2 separate regions of the Zea mays genome follow, and region 2 is linked to region 1. A link is a contact called in public Hi-C data. All regions are on one chromosome and are shown on one strand. Each heading gives the region's core, a stretch centred on a gene start, on an enhancer-like site or on the middle of the called end of the contact. The rest is flanking DNA. Distances are from core to core; before and after follow the strand shown. Region 1 holds the start of LOC103653921 (Putative regulator of chromosome condensation (RCC1) family protein). Region 2 holds the start of LOC100502445.

What was found. A called contact is a pair of places that touch in the nucleus more often than the background predicts.
Region 2: a Hi-C map of ear shows a contact between it and region 1, with 2.4 times the contacts expected there. The contact joins the promoter of LOC100502445 here to the promoter of LOC103653921 in region 1. A contact is called at or near these places in 2 of 25 Hi-C or Micro-C datasets (ear and tassel).

The regions. Positions count from the first base shown.
Region 1 is chr4:161,823,532-161,830,381 of Zm-B73-REFERENCE-NAM-5.0, forward strand. LOC103653921 (Putative regulator of chromosome condensation (RCC1) family protein) reads left to right here and starts at 3,915. Exons shown (of 9, transcript XM_008680724.4): 1 at 3,915-4,745; 2 at 5,039-5,125; 3 at 5,735-5,824; 4 at 5,924-6,010; 5 at 6,099-6,293; 6 at 6,741-6,850. The coding sequence starts at 4,683.
Region 2 is chr4:162,356,585-162,363,434 of Zm-B73-REFERENCE-NAM-5.0, forward strand. LOC100502445 reads left to right here and starts at 4,257. Exons shown (of 3, transcript NM_001196923.2): 1 at 4,257-4,542; 2 at 4,657-4,762; 3 at 5,592-6,850. The coding sequence starts at 4,282. The coding sequence ends at 6,673.

The sequences.
Region 1 (6,850 bases), core at 2,665-5,164:
TTCTTGTAAAACTAACAATATAATATTAATATAAAATTAATGCCACAAATTCAATATGCCACTAATACCTAATGAAACCACATATACCACTAATATATTAATGAAATCAAATTAAACAGTAACACTAATCAAACACACAAATCAAACAAACATAATTATAAATATATACTAATCATACACAGAAATTAAACAAACATAATTACAAATATGTACTAATCACACACATAAATCAAACAAATATATATATATACAAATATGCACTAATTTCGGCGGCAATTAAATAAAGACCGCCGAAAATATGAAATAAAATACGAAAAAATAACCTATGGATGGTGACGCGACGGTGGAGTGGTAGGATCCGGAGGAGTAGAGCTTCGCACCGGACGGTGGCGACGGCGAGCGCTGGCGGCGTCGGACGGCCGGGACGACGAGCGGCGCTGGCGGCTGCCGCGCGGGCAAGGGCGAGCGCGGCTGGGGCTCGTCGGGGCAGCGACAGCGCGCAGGGGAAGGCCGGTCGGGGCGGCGGCCGCGGCAGCGCGCAGGGAAGGCTGGGCGGCTGGCGGCGGGACGCGCCGGGGAGGCCGGCGGGGCGGCGGCCGGAGCAGCGCTCGCTGGCGGCGAGCGGGCGGGCTCGCAGGGAAGGCCGGCGGCGGCTGGGCGCGGCGCGGAAGACAGAGAGCGGCTGCGCGCGTGAGGAGAGAAAGAGAGAGAAGAGAAAAGCGACGGGCCGTTATTATAGCCGTATTTTCGGCGGCCAGGGCTCGGGCCGCCGAAAATAGCCTTATTTTCGGCGGCGACTGACACAGCCGCCGAAAATAAGGCTATTTTCGGCGGCTTCGTAATGCCGCCGGAAATACGGGCTTATTTTCGGCGGCCGGTTATAGGCCGCCGAAAATAACCATGGCCGCCGAAAGTGCCTGTAGCTGTTGTTGTGAAAGTGTTTTGACAACAACTGAGGGGGTTGATCAAAGGATTTTTAGATGAGTGACATCGCACGAGCGTGTACCTAGTTGTACATTACTTTATTCACCTCTTAAATGAAAGTTAGAGCTCTTGCCATTGCGTTCAATTTTATTTTATTTTTGAACTTAAGGCTAAGAAGAGTGGGGGCAAAGTGATTTAAGGCCACTTTCTTTACCTGGAAGATTTATACTTGAGGGACATGTTATCTTGCTTGGGGTTTGGAAAATTCTAGCAAGATCACTACTAAATCCCTATATAGACATATGACATTTATTGGAGCTAAGAATACTAGATCGAGTGATATACGAGGGTGTAGAGTCCCTTTTAAGATTCAGGTCTTCCTTTGGATGGCCTACCACGGTAGGGGTAGGATTCGATGCAGAAGAGTTCAGTTAACGAAAAGGAAATGGTCCGGTTCAATCAAGTGCAGAACTCATGAATAAAAGTGGAGAGCGTTGACCACATTCTTTTGTCAGTGCCATGTTGCTTCATTCTTCCGTCGGGGTGGTGTTTATCCCCCACTAGTTTTGGAGAGGCTTGTTGAGGTGCTGGATCACTTGAAAGGTGGGTTGAGAAGTATAACGATACCTGTGTGTGCAGGTAGGTGCTCTTTGGACGTTTGAGTAAACTAGAAACGATGTGGTTTTCAGTAAGAAGATCATGGCTTCTCCGACGATAGTAGCCCACAACTCCACATGACTATAATGCCAGCCAGCCGGTCAAGTCCTAGAGGTCATTCTTCAAACCCAAGCCTAAGGCGATGGCGCAGTTTATGATTGAGTTGAGTCAAGACTTTTTGGAGTCTGGCGTGTTTTTGTCAGTTTAGATGAACTAGATTGTGTTTAACTCTTTTTTTTGGCAGGTGTGGAAGTTAATGTTTCGTTTGAAGGATAGTAGTCTGGGACCTGTCCTGTCAGTGTGGCCTCGCAATCGCATCGCTTATTCGCTTGCAAGTCAATGGGCAGTTTGCCTTGAAATTATGCTCAGGGGGCAATCGATATGCAATAAAGCAAGCATTAGTTTTTTTTTTGATACTTCCCAAACCATCGTGAAATCATCCACCTTTCTTCTTTGTTTTTGCTTTTTTTTTTCTCCCGAATCAATACTCGTCTTCGTCTTTCACTGGGGGTCTGATTGGGTAGTCGCATTAGTATAATACTTGCATTGCATTACTGTCTATGCATCATACCCTTAGCCTGAACAACCCGTCAATAGATCGACTGGGCTTGCTTTTGAGGACAGTCCTAGACTGCAAATGAGTCTGCGCAGGTAACCAATCCGTGACGTACGTAACTGCACTGCGAAAGTCTGTAGTATATGTCCTAAATGAATAACCTCAATGGCAGCAAGGAAAAAAATAGTAAGCTAAACTTGTGGCTGGTTAGTGTAACGAGCTAGCTGAACCAAAGCCAGTTTTTGTTAACGAGATACTAAGCTGTGAGGAACCGAGGTGGCCCGATCTGCAGAGGGTCGGTCGCAGCCAATACAAAGCCATGCATGGCCCATGGACAGTGACAATCCAGTATAGGCCCAAGGCCCAGCCGACCCACCTCGACACTGAGCATGGCCGTTTGTTCTGTTCTGCCATGTCCGGCACGCGACCGCCGTGCCAATCATCCATGTCTCTCCCTCCTTTAGCCTTTACCAACCTTTTTCACCGCATGTGTCCTCCCCTTGCGTGCGCGAGACACAGGGAGAGTACGTTGAAAGATTCGGTGGAGTGGAGTTCTTTTCACTTGGGGGGGGGGGGGGGGGGGGGGGGGGAGGCGGCCTTGCACTGCAGGGCACACAGCACGCTGCTCTTCACTGTGCGCAAAGCGTGGCTGCCTGCCTACAGTTTCTGAATCGGTCGTCGTCGTAGTACGTGTTCTTCTTTTGGACACCGAGTTATCACGGCCGCGTGGGTAAGGACGACGCGTGAGCTGGAAGGGGTCCTACGAACAAATAGCTGGGTAATATATATGCAGTGGTTAAAAAAGGACCACCGCGGAGAGACGGAGGAGTTTGACGGCGGCCTGGCCCCAAGCCCCCAACCAAGATCAGCCAGTGCTACTGGGGTTGGGGCTTTCGTATACAACGGAGTTCATGAGACTGAACGACGACGGCCAACGAAACGAACGAACCAACGGGAGACAAGAGCACGCATGGTTCAGACGCCTAACTCTTTCCTCTTTGGCTTTCGACTTTGGACTTTGGTGGTGGAGCAGAGCAGAGCAGGCGGCAACGAGAAGGGGAAGAGCTTTCATGTTGTCATGGTGCCCCTAAAGAGGAGGCAGCCAGGCGCGAGGAGCAGCAGCAATCGATGGCTGCCTTTTGACCCTTCTGTGCCAAACCCAAACGCATGCTCGCCTCGCACGAATTGCTGGGCTGCCTGGAGACATGCTCTGACGCTCTGTCGCTGTAGGACTGTACTGATCCTGTCAGGCTACTGAAGAATCCCATGGCGAGATCGCCAGATCTTACCAACCCTGACGTCGTATAGTACGAAGCGACTACACCAGAGCTCCGTATCTTGAGTAATCATAATCAGTAGCCACGAGGCCCACTGGTATAGCATCAACCACCGCCGTTAATTTCACCCATAATGCCAGGTCGAATCAGTGTCAGGGAAGCTAGGATGGGATTTGGGATGGTGGAATGGGTAGTACGCTTCAACTACGACCGTAGAATTTGCACAAATCAAGGTACCTTAAATTTACTCAAGCTTAAAACCTTTTTATCATTGGTGGACGATGAACGGGAAGTAAGTAATTAAATGGAGACGCCGTCAGCGAAGCAGCAAGTACCAGTGTACCACCACCACGCGTCGTACTAGTCCGGCCCAAGCAGTAGATCCATCATGGAGTAGGGTGCCCAGCTCAGGATTTTTTTTACGGAGCCCCCCCCCCCCCCCCCCCCCCCCCCCCGTCGACGTCGCCGTCCGCGTCCGTCATGGCCAGCGGCCGCACTCCACTGTCGTCCACGGCGAAACCGCATCAGGACACCACAGCCTCCTCCGTGCGAGCGAGACGGCATCGTCTGCGGGCAGCTGAGTCGTTCGTGCCGGCCGGGGCAGCGCCTGCCTGCCTGCGCTGCGCACGTGCTGCCTGCTCCTATCACCATCGGCCTCTTCCGCGCCCCGCCCTCTCCGTTTTGGTTGCACTTGCAAGGAACGAAATTTTTTCCGATTTTTCTTGGGGCTTTGTTTGCAACCGCCAACCGCGACAGATCCTGCAATACTATGCCAGGAAAAAAAAAGTTACTAAAAAAAGAGAGGGTTGGAACCACAGTTGTGCACCTGTGCTTCCGCTGCGCACGGAGATGTCCTCTGTCTGTCTGTGCTGCGTGGCATGTGAACCACTGAACCCTCTGCGTGACTGCATCTCCTCTGTTAAGCGCGCATAGCTAGAAATCGCTGCCACCGTTTCCCGTTCCTGCTCCCTTGAATCGCGCAGCTCGCCTCAGCCCAGCCCACCGTCCTCAAGCTCTCTACACTACACCCTCCTCTCTCTCTTCACCTCACCCCAACTCTCTCTTTACCTCCTGCTCGCTTCCATTCTTTCCTTGCAGTTGCAGCGCTCTTTCCGTCACACTTCACTGCCATCTTTTGCTCCATCGATCCATCCCACTGCTGATCAAAGGAGGCCTGGACTCGGACTTCGCTCAAGCCTCACGGTGATGCCGCCTTTCCGTCCGCTTGATCTTTTCTAGCTGCCTGCCTACGCCTACGCCTACCCGCAATGGCCGGGGGCTTCGAGTGGAGCAGCTCTGCAAGCACAACCAGAGGAGTCGAGCTCCAGCAGGTACGCGGCTGTTTTTTTTCTTCTTCTTGCGCATTCGTCCAGTCCAGAGAATTAGTGGCACTCCTCGAGCAGATCTACGCATAGGATATGCTCCTCCGCTGTTTTCATCCTCCTGTTGTCATCCGTCTTCTGCAGCTTCTTGAGGTTTATCGCTGCGTGGCATTCCTGTTCCTTCTTCTGCTCTTTTGTTTAATACTTTTCGTATGCACAAGAAGACAATATTAGTGCTGGGAAAGATGCATCTGAGACGAACACTGCCACTTTGTGGTTGACAGCTTGTTCCTTCCTAACAGTCCATTGTCGCTCTCAAGAAAGGCGCACATCTCCTGAAATGTGGGAAGAGAGGGAAGCCCAAATTCTGCACTGTCAGGCTGTCTTATGTGAGTGGTTCGGCTATATGTTCACACATTTTCTTCCATTTGCTTCATAGTTTTCTTTATAAACGGGACATTGTGCTACGCAACCTCGCACTCAAGAGTTCATTTTTCCACCAATGTTTTGTTGGCAAGCTAAGGATCTATAGGCTAATAGTGACACCTCCCCAGTTCTGAAGGCTGAAGGGCAACTACCTGACTGCCAAAGGAGATAGGATTGATCGCTGCAACATTGATCTTTTACAACTTTTGACACAAGGTTCTCGTTTTTTTTCCACTGAAAATCTGTATATGCGGAAACAAACAGGGCCTAGTGTGACACTGGCAACAGGACAAAACTATATTCTTATATACTCCCTCCTTTTCTTTTTATTTGTCGCTGGATAGTGTAATTTTGCACTATCCAGCGACAAATAAAAAGAAACGGAGGGAGTACATTACTATTTCTCCTTATCCCGCTCAACCACATCCGAACCAAGCTCATTTTTTGTTTTATTGGGTTTCAGAAGCTTGCTATAGATTGATGAACTCGAGTAAACTGAAACTGAACATCTTCAACTTCTATACACTCCATATTTTGGTTCTCTTACGTATTTGAGATTTTTGTATTTGCAGGATGAGAGAGCACTAATATGGTACTCCAAAGAGAGGGGAAAACGTTTGAGCTTGAATTCAGTGTCCAGTGTAGTTCTCGGACAGAAGACTGTATGCAACTTTCCCTTTCCAAACATATGCTATTGGATCTTAGTAGTAACACATTATGGTTGGAAGACACTGATTTTCTGAGAATTCAATATTCTGCAGACAAAACTTTTGCGTCTACATTGGCCAGAAAAGGAATCTCACTCCTTGTCAATTATATACAAGAACGGTGAATCCTCACTTGACTTGGTATGGAGTAGCCCAGAGCGTTTAGATTTTGTGATCTCTTTACTTATTTAACTTACATAACCTTTTATTTGGGGATCATGTTACCCAGGTCTGCAAAGATAGGGATCAAGCTGAATGCTGGTACTTAGGCCTTACAGCCGTAATATCAGCACCATGCACCCCTTTACTTCTGATTGATTCAACAAACAGCCGTCGGATAAACAGCTGCACGAATAGCCCTCCTAGCTATATTCAGCAAAGGAGTAGGCTTTTTGCTGTGCATGATGGAAGAAATTTCCCAAAGGTTCATTCTGGAATTCATGCATGTCATGATTTTTATGCACGAATATGATAGCATTGTCTAAGTGCGAGGTTGACACACTGCTTGTGAAATTTCTTATACCACACTGGATGTTCAGAATCCCATGCTTGAGAAAAGGACATATTGATGACGACTGGCATATTAGACCATTTTGAAGTTATATTGATAATGGTTACCTTGTTAGTTTATAGTGAAAATATTTTATACTACTATTTTGCAACTGAAAATTATGATAATAATGGAATTTAAACTAACACTTTCCACATGCCTTTAAATCGCATATACTTTGAGGGACAATTTTTTTAGTTAAGTACTAGACCATGACTGTTGACTGTAAATAGCCATCACGACTGTCATAGGTTCCAATTGCCTCATGTTTTTACCTGTACTGTTCAAATGACAACTTCTCCAATCATTTGTTTCATGAAGGTAAATTCGCTATATGGCAGTCCTAGGTTGATACAGAACAAGTATCTGCGTAACAATTTGGATTGCTCCGAACCATTCTTTTCTCCAAGACAGAGAGCATGGTCAGAACT
Region 2 (6,850 bases), core at 3,007-5,506, 530 kb after region 1:
AAGATATAGAGGACAGAATCTTTTAGAGTGTACTGTAAAGTATAGGGAATATTCCTTTAGGGGACGAAATTTAGGGGACGCTGCTGAAGACAGCCTTAGAAGCACACTCTCACTAGGATGTCTAGTTCTACTCAGACTGGTGCTTAGATCTCTTGGAATGAATCCAACGTGTTGTGAATGTGTTTGGGAGTGATCACTTGCTCTTAGGATGCTTGGGTGCTCATAGAGGTTGGCTAGAGGTTCCATTTATAGCCTAAATGAACAAAAGAGATGTTGATGAAGCTGCTAGAAAATAGCCTTCTATGAAAGCATCAAACTAATCTAGTGCACCATCGGACCTAGAACAGTAGCTAATCCTCTGGGATCCTGATTAGCGCCTTCCATATTGGCTGACATTGTACCGCCACGTGTTAGCCGCCTGTTGAAGTAGCCGTTACCCGTGAGGTCCGGCGCACCACCAGACTGAGGTCCAATGATTTTTAATAGAAATCTCAAGAACGAGCAATTCGTCTATAGAGAGCTAGGTCCAATGAATCAAACCTAGGGGGCGATGAAGTCATCTAGAGGCTCTATGGACAGACGATCATCTGCACCACCGGAGCGGTACTATAGAAGGACCCTCTGCACAGTTGCAAAAATTATAACTTTCTCCAATTTGAATTGGCTTTCCAATTCAACTTGTCTAAGTCATAGATTTATACCTTAGCCCATCTTCAACTCAGATTCCCTATTTCAACTCAAAACAGGAACCATAAGTTGCAATATATGACATCTATAACCTATCTAAAGTGCTCGGAAATTTTTCTTAGGGCAGTTAGTACTTATTCAAACCTGTGAACCTGTCATAGCTCACCTTCTCCATGTTTTGCCCATTTCTAGCCTCGTTTGAGTTGAGTATTGGATTTTAAACCTCAATTTGACTTGAATGAACTTGCAAGTGTGCACTTAGCAAACTAGTTAGATCTCGATATTGTGCTTGTCATTAATCACCAAAACTAAGTTAAAAATGGCACATAGCACATTTTCCTTTAAATATCCCCCTTTTTTGTGATTGATGCCAACACAACCAAAGTAGATAGAACCTTCTAACTTTCTAACAAGTTTGCAATCAATAAAGGTTAATAAGATGTAAATTGAATCCAAGAACCATGTTAAATATAAATTATCTCTTCACTTGTCGACATCATCATCTCTAGAAGTTCTAAAGTTACCTCCTCACTGAAGTATATGCATTATACTCATCTTTCCTGTTCAACACTTAGCAAATCGGTTAGTCCTTTAATAGTTTGTCATTCAATAATTTGTCCTAGGTGTCAGCCACCATGGCTAGTCACCCCGACGACTTAGGTCCCTCGGTCAAGTTTCAGCGCTCGTCCTTCACCGCTCCTGGTCCATCGGCACGAATTTGCATGACCTTCACCTTCGTTATCGACCACCGTACCTGTGCTCCACACCCACATACCACAATCCGACCGACATGATTGCACAACACATAATCTCACGCTTTGGTCAGTCCATGACTCGACCTGAGACACTATCCATTGACAATCATTTATCATTAACCTAAACCATAAGGGACAAGTCAATCTTGTGTTCACAATATCCATCCCATGCCTCATGGTGCGGCTGGTAGTGTTTAGTTCACTACTAACACATCTCAAGTCTTATTTGAGCTCTCTCCTGAGAGTGTGTGATTAATTAGTACATAGCAAAAGAGAGCAAGTCAAACATTGGGCTTTTGTTGGGCTTCATTATTTTTTGTTGTGCTTTTGTTACTCTTGAATATGAAGCCTCTTAGAGCAAGTATAATAAGGTGGTGTAGGTGGGCTACAGGATATGCCACATCACATTTGTGGTGATGTGGAAGAAAGAGAAATGGAGAGACTAGAAACGGGCTGTTCACTAGCATGACAACATCATAAAGCCCGATGTGGGCTATATTATTAAACTTGCTCTTAGACGACTAGATGTATCAGCGAGATCCCATACTTGTGGTGAGACATGGGAAAATTTGTATTCTCCAAAATATCTTAGTGAACCCTCAAGTTCAGCCTTGATGTCGGACTTGGGAAGTGGATATAGTAGAAAGAGACCAAAAGCTTTTATGGCTTCCTCAATAATATGGACGTAGACAAGCTTGGTGGCAAGCTAAACCATTTGTTAACTTTTGTATCTTGTCCTTTATGTTTTGAATTGCAATATTTTCTTTTTACACGATCTAATTAGCTGTGTGTATCTGTGAGTGTAGATACTCTGTGGACTTGAACATCTTCAAGTTTGGGCTAAGTTTGATTTTTATAGTGTTGTTAAGCTCTATGTGTTGGCCAATAGTTTTACGACGTCACATAAAAATGGTGTAACACGACATCACCATAGAATTCTGTGAAAGTGTCGCAGTTTGTTAGACCTCTATAAATTTTATTTAATGTTAATTTTTTAAAACACTTATTAAGATATCTTCAACACTTTACTCATCCTATCTTAATCTCCTATTTTAAACGTCACTCTATGAACAATACAGTTTACAGTGCAAAACAGAGTTTTGAGTGATCATATAGGCAAACCGCGGACAGGGTCTTAGGATTCTTTCAAGAATACGCTATGAGGCTGACATACAAGTTTTAGGATTAATTTGGTAACCATTGAATAAGGAGATTTCTCACCAACAGATCACCTCTATTTTTCTGGCCACCAAACCAGCCTTGAAGAGATGCCCTCTCCCATGAAGGACGATGATCGAAGCTGAAGCCCACCACCAGAGCTGAACGGTGTGGACACCGGACCTTCTTTACGGCTGCTGCTCCCGGCCGTCGTCGTAGTCGCTTGTGGATCGAAACTGACGTCTCGCTCATTGGGAGGGCGGCGTCCGGCGAAGTCAGAGCTTGTGGATACGCAACCGGCGCCGTCGTGTACGCGACCGACGTGCGGTCAGGAGCTGCGAGCATCCATCCAACGGAGAAAAAAAAATCACGCAACCATGTATACTGTATGTACAAAGCACCGGCGCCGCTAGCCTGGCCATCTCTGGCTTTGCGGAATCGCATTCCCGTGCCCGACGACAACAAGCGCAGCATCCTGTTCCGGTTTCACGTTATTTTCTTGGCCTCGCGGTCGCGGCGCGCTTTGGCTGCAGAAAAAAGACCAGCGTCTCCCGCCGCACCCGCAGTCCTGCACCGTAGAGATCGGATTGTACAGGCATGTAGCATTAGGCTATTCAGCGGCTCTCGTATCTTATTCCCTACCATCTATTTTATCTACACTGTATAATACTCCCTCCGTTTATTTTTATTTGTCGTTGAATAGTTCAATTTTGCACTGTCCAGCGACAACTAAAATGAAACGGAGTGAGTAGTGTTTTGTACAACCATATATAGAGGTGCCCAAACGGGCGGCCCGGCCCGGGCCCGTCAGGCCCGACGGTTAATCGGGCCGTGCCCGGCCGGCCCCGTGCCGTAGCCGTGGCCCAGGCACGGCGTGCCGGGCCAGGCCGTTTAACTGGTCACGTTCTCCCGCCTAACTGAAGGACACTAACCAATATAACTCGTGAGCATTTGTTGTAAATAGCTAATATAAAATGTAAATATATATACTATGTTTTATAAAATAAAAAATATATAATCGTGCCGGCCAGGCCGGCACTGCGGGCCAAGACAGCGGCCCAAGCACGTCACGGTTCTCGTGCCGGGCCGGGCCCGGCACTATTAAACGGGTCGTGTTTCAGGCCGGTCCGTTAGGCACGGCTCATTTGGCCATCTATAACCATATATCATATTCATCGACGACCTTGGGCTAAGGCAGACCGACGGCCGCCCTAGGCCCCAGATCTATAGAGGCTTAATGCTAAATATAAATTCAGTAGTTAGACTATCAATGTATGATATAATAGTTTAGCAACAAAATACTAAAGAATTTATGGCTACGATGTTTTCATAATCCGATCTTATCTAAACATGTTAGAAGGAAATTTTAAAGTAATATTATAATATGTATCTTTTTATTTACTTATTGCTTGATATAGATATTTTTGATCTATCTTAAGTGTTTATATTGATAATATTTATGTATATAAAGAATTAGAATAGTCCTATTTTAAATTTTGTCCTGAACCCCTAAAATCCCAGGACCGCCACCTATCATATACATACATGATCTTCTAAATACCCGATCAGAGCGCTAAGCAGCAGAATCGTGTGACAACGCTAGCAGCTCTCCTCCAACACATCATCGACAAGCACCTTTTTTCGGTGTTTTTTTTTTGGAGAAGGCCGGAGTCGGGTTTGGATGGTCAACTCCGGCATACTGCCGAAAACAAACCAATCCGTCACCGTCAAGGCCCCGCACCGCTGGCCGCACGCAGGAAAAATAAGTTGCGACCGCGAGCGGGCGAATCAGAAAGGGCGTCCGGCCTTGGTCAGACACGACAGCGACGCGGAAAGGCTGCGCCCGCGGTGCCATCTACAAGGGTCCACGTCCATCCAAAAAGAGCGGTGCCCTGGACTTCTCCCTCGTGTTCCTACTTCCTACGCGAAGGAAGCCAGGCAGGTGCGCAGCTTTTCCAACCTTCCACCCCCCCCGTGCGGCGCTCCCACGCTGAGTCGCTGACCGCTCGCGCCTCTCTTCGCCTCCTCCTCACTCGCCGCGTCCTCCGCAGCACAGCCCACTCGCATCGGATCGCGCGCGGGGAGCGGCATGGCCGGCGACGACGGCAGCGGCGGGAGCGGAGGCGGCAACAGGGAGGACGAGGTCCACGTGCAGATCGCAGGTCAGTGTCAGTCCTCCGCTCGTTCTCTCTCTCTCCGACGGACAGTGTGAACTATGTCGGGTCGTCGTTGAGGATGCGATGAGAGGAGCGCGGGAAGGACTGTCGTAGATTGGATTTGCTCTGCAGTGCGTGGGTAGCCCCGAGTCCCCGACACATGTTCTTTTTTCTCGGGTTATGTCAGCGGCGGTACGTCGTTGGAACGCTCAAGCGCGAGAGGTGTTCGATGAATTACCTTCTGGTGTGTGGCGTACCGGTGGGTCAGTGGGTTTTTGGTTCGTGTACGGGATTGGGGTTGGGGTCATCTCCCTTCTTCAGTGCGCGCGCTCACGAGTCACGGCTGTCTTGTGATTGCTGCATCTGTGCCATGTGCTCGTGCGTGCGTTTTCAGTTACTGGCCATTGACACTGAGTGAATGTTCGGTTGGTCGTCCGATAGGGTTGGTTCAGCTGTTAATTACGACTCCAAGTATCTGAAACATTTCATGAGGATGTGTAGGGAACCTTACTTTATGCACTTCAATGGCCAGGCCAGGCCTGTATTATCTTTTTCTTGTTTGGGAATAATGATGTGAGCTTTAGGGGAGCAGCGCTGCTTCTTCTTTTTTTTTTCTCCAGAAAAAGTCATAGATATACCGTGGACAATTTCTTGTGTGCGGTAATTTTAGAGCACTGTGGGTTTGTGCCCTGTTCGTCAGGAAAAGTACCCAAGCTGGATTTCACTTGGTCTAAGAAACCAGCGTTTCAGTTTGGGGGTCTCCTGTTACCCTGAGTGCTTAGCATTTATAGTTCCGGATGACCTGTTCATAATGCCTTCTGTATGTTGTTTGCAGGATCATCCAAACCTGAAACCTCATCTACCAACGAAACAGCTCCTCAAAACTCTCATACCAAGCATTGGCATTGGTGGCTGATGGTAACTCTGAACATTTTCTTCCTCGTTGCTGGTCAGACAGCATCGACACTCCTTGGCAGGTTCTACTACAACCAAGGTGGAAATAGCAAGTGGATGTCCACATTTGTCCAAACCGCTGGCTTTCCAGTGCTGTTCGTCGCCCTATATCTGTTCCGTTCAAAATCGCCTTCTACACAAACAACCACCAGTAACCCTGAGACTTCTGTCACCAAAATTACTCTTATATATGTTGTCTTGGGCCTCATCATTGCTGCCGATGACTTGATGTATTCCTATGGCCTGTTGTACCTTCCTGTATCAACATATTCGCTCATTTGCGCTAGTCAGCTGGCCTTCAATGCTGTCTTCTCATATGTCCTAAATGCTCAAAAGTTCACCCCATTCATTTTCAACTCAGTAATTCTCCTTACCTTTTCCGCTGCGCTTCTTGGAGTTGACGAAGATTCTCAGGGTACCAATGGTTTATCGCGTGGGAAGTACATATTGGGTTTCGCATTGACCCTAGGAGCCTCGGCCACATACTCACTAATTCTCTCTCTAATGCAAGTCGCATTCGAGAAGGTTATTAAGAAGGAAACTTTCTCAGTCGTGTTGAATATGCAGATATATACAGCACTAGTGGCAACAGTAGCTTCTCTTATCGGTTTATTTGCAAGCGGCGAGTGGAAGACTTTAGAGGGAGAGATGCATGCCTTCAGCTCAGGGAGGGTGTCCTATGTGATGACACTTCTATGGACTGCTGTATCTTGGCAGATAGCTTCCGTAGGAGTGGTGGGTTTGATCTTTGTTGTGTCATCACTCTTTTCAAATGTGATAAGCACACTGGCTCTACCCATCATTCCGATTTTTGCTGTGATTTTCTTCCACGACAAGATGGATGGAGTGAAGATTATTGCTATGTTGATGGCCATCTGGGGATTCGTTTCATATGGATATCAATTATATGTCAGTGACAAGAAGGCTAGGAAGACTTCAGTCAGTGTGGAGGAGAATTCCTAAGCGCTTGTTGGCCTGTTACATTGGTCTTTGTGGCTCCTATACCACTTTAAGTTGCTGGTATTGAGGAGGTACTAGTTATTGACTTATTGTATCCAAAAGGAGCTCAGTTGAGAATCTCAGGTTTACACAATTCATAGGTATATACTTCTGTTAGTATTGTCATATCATCATATGTAC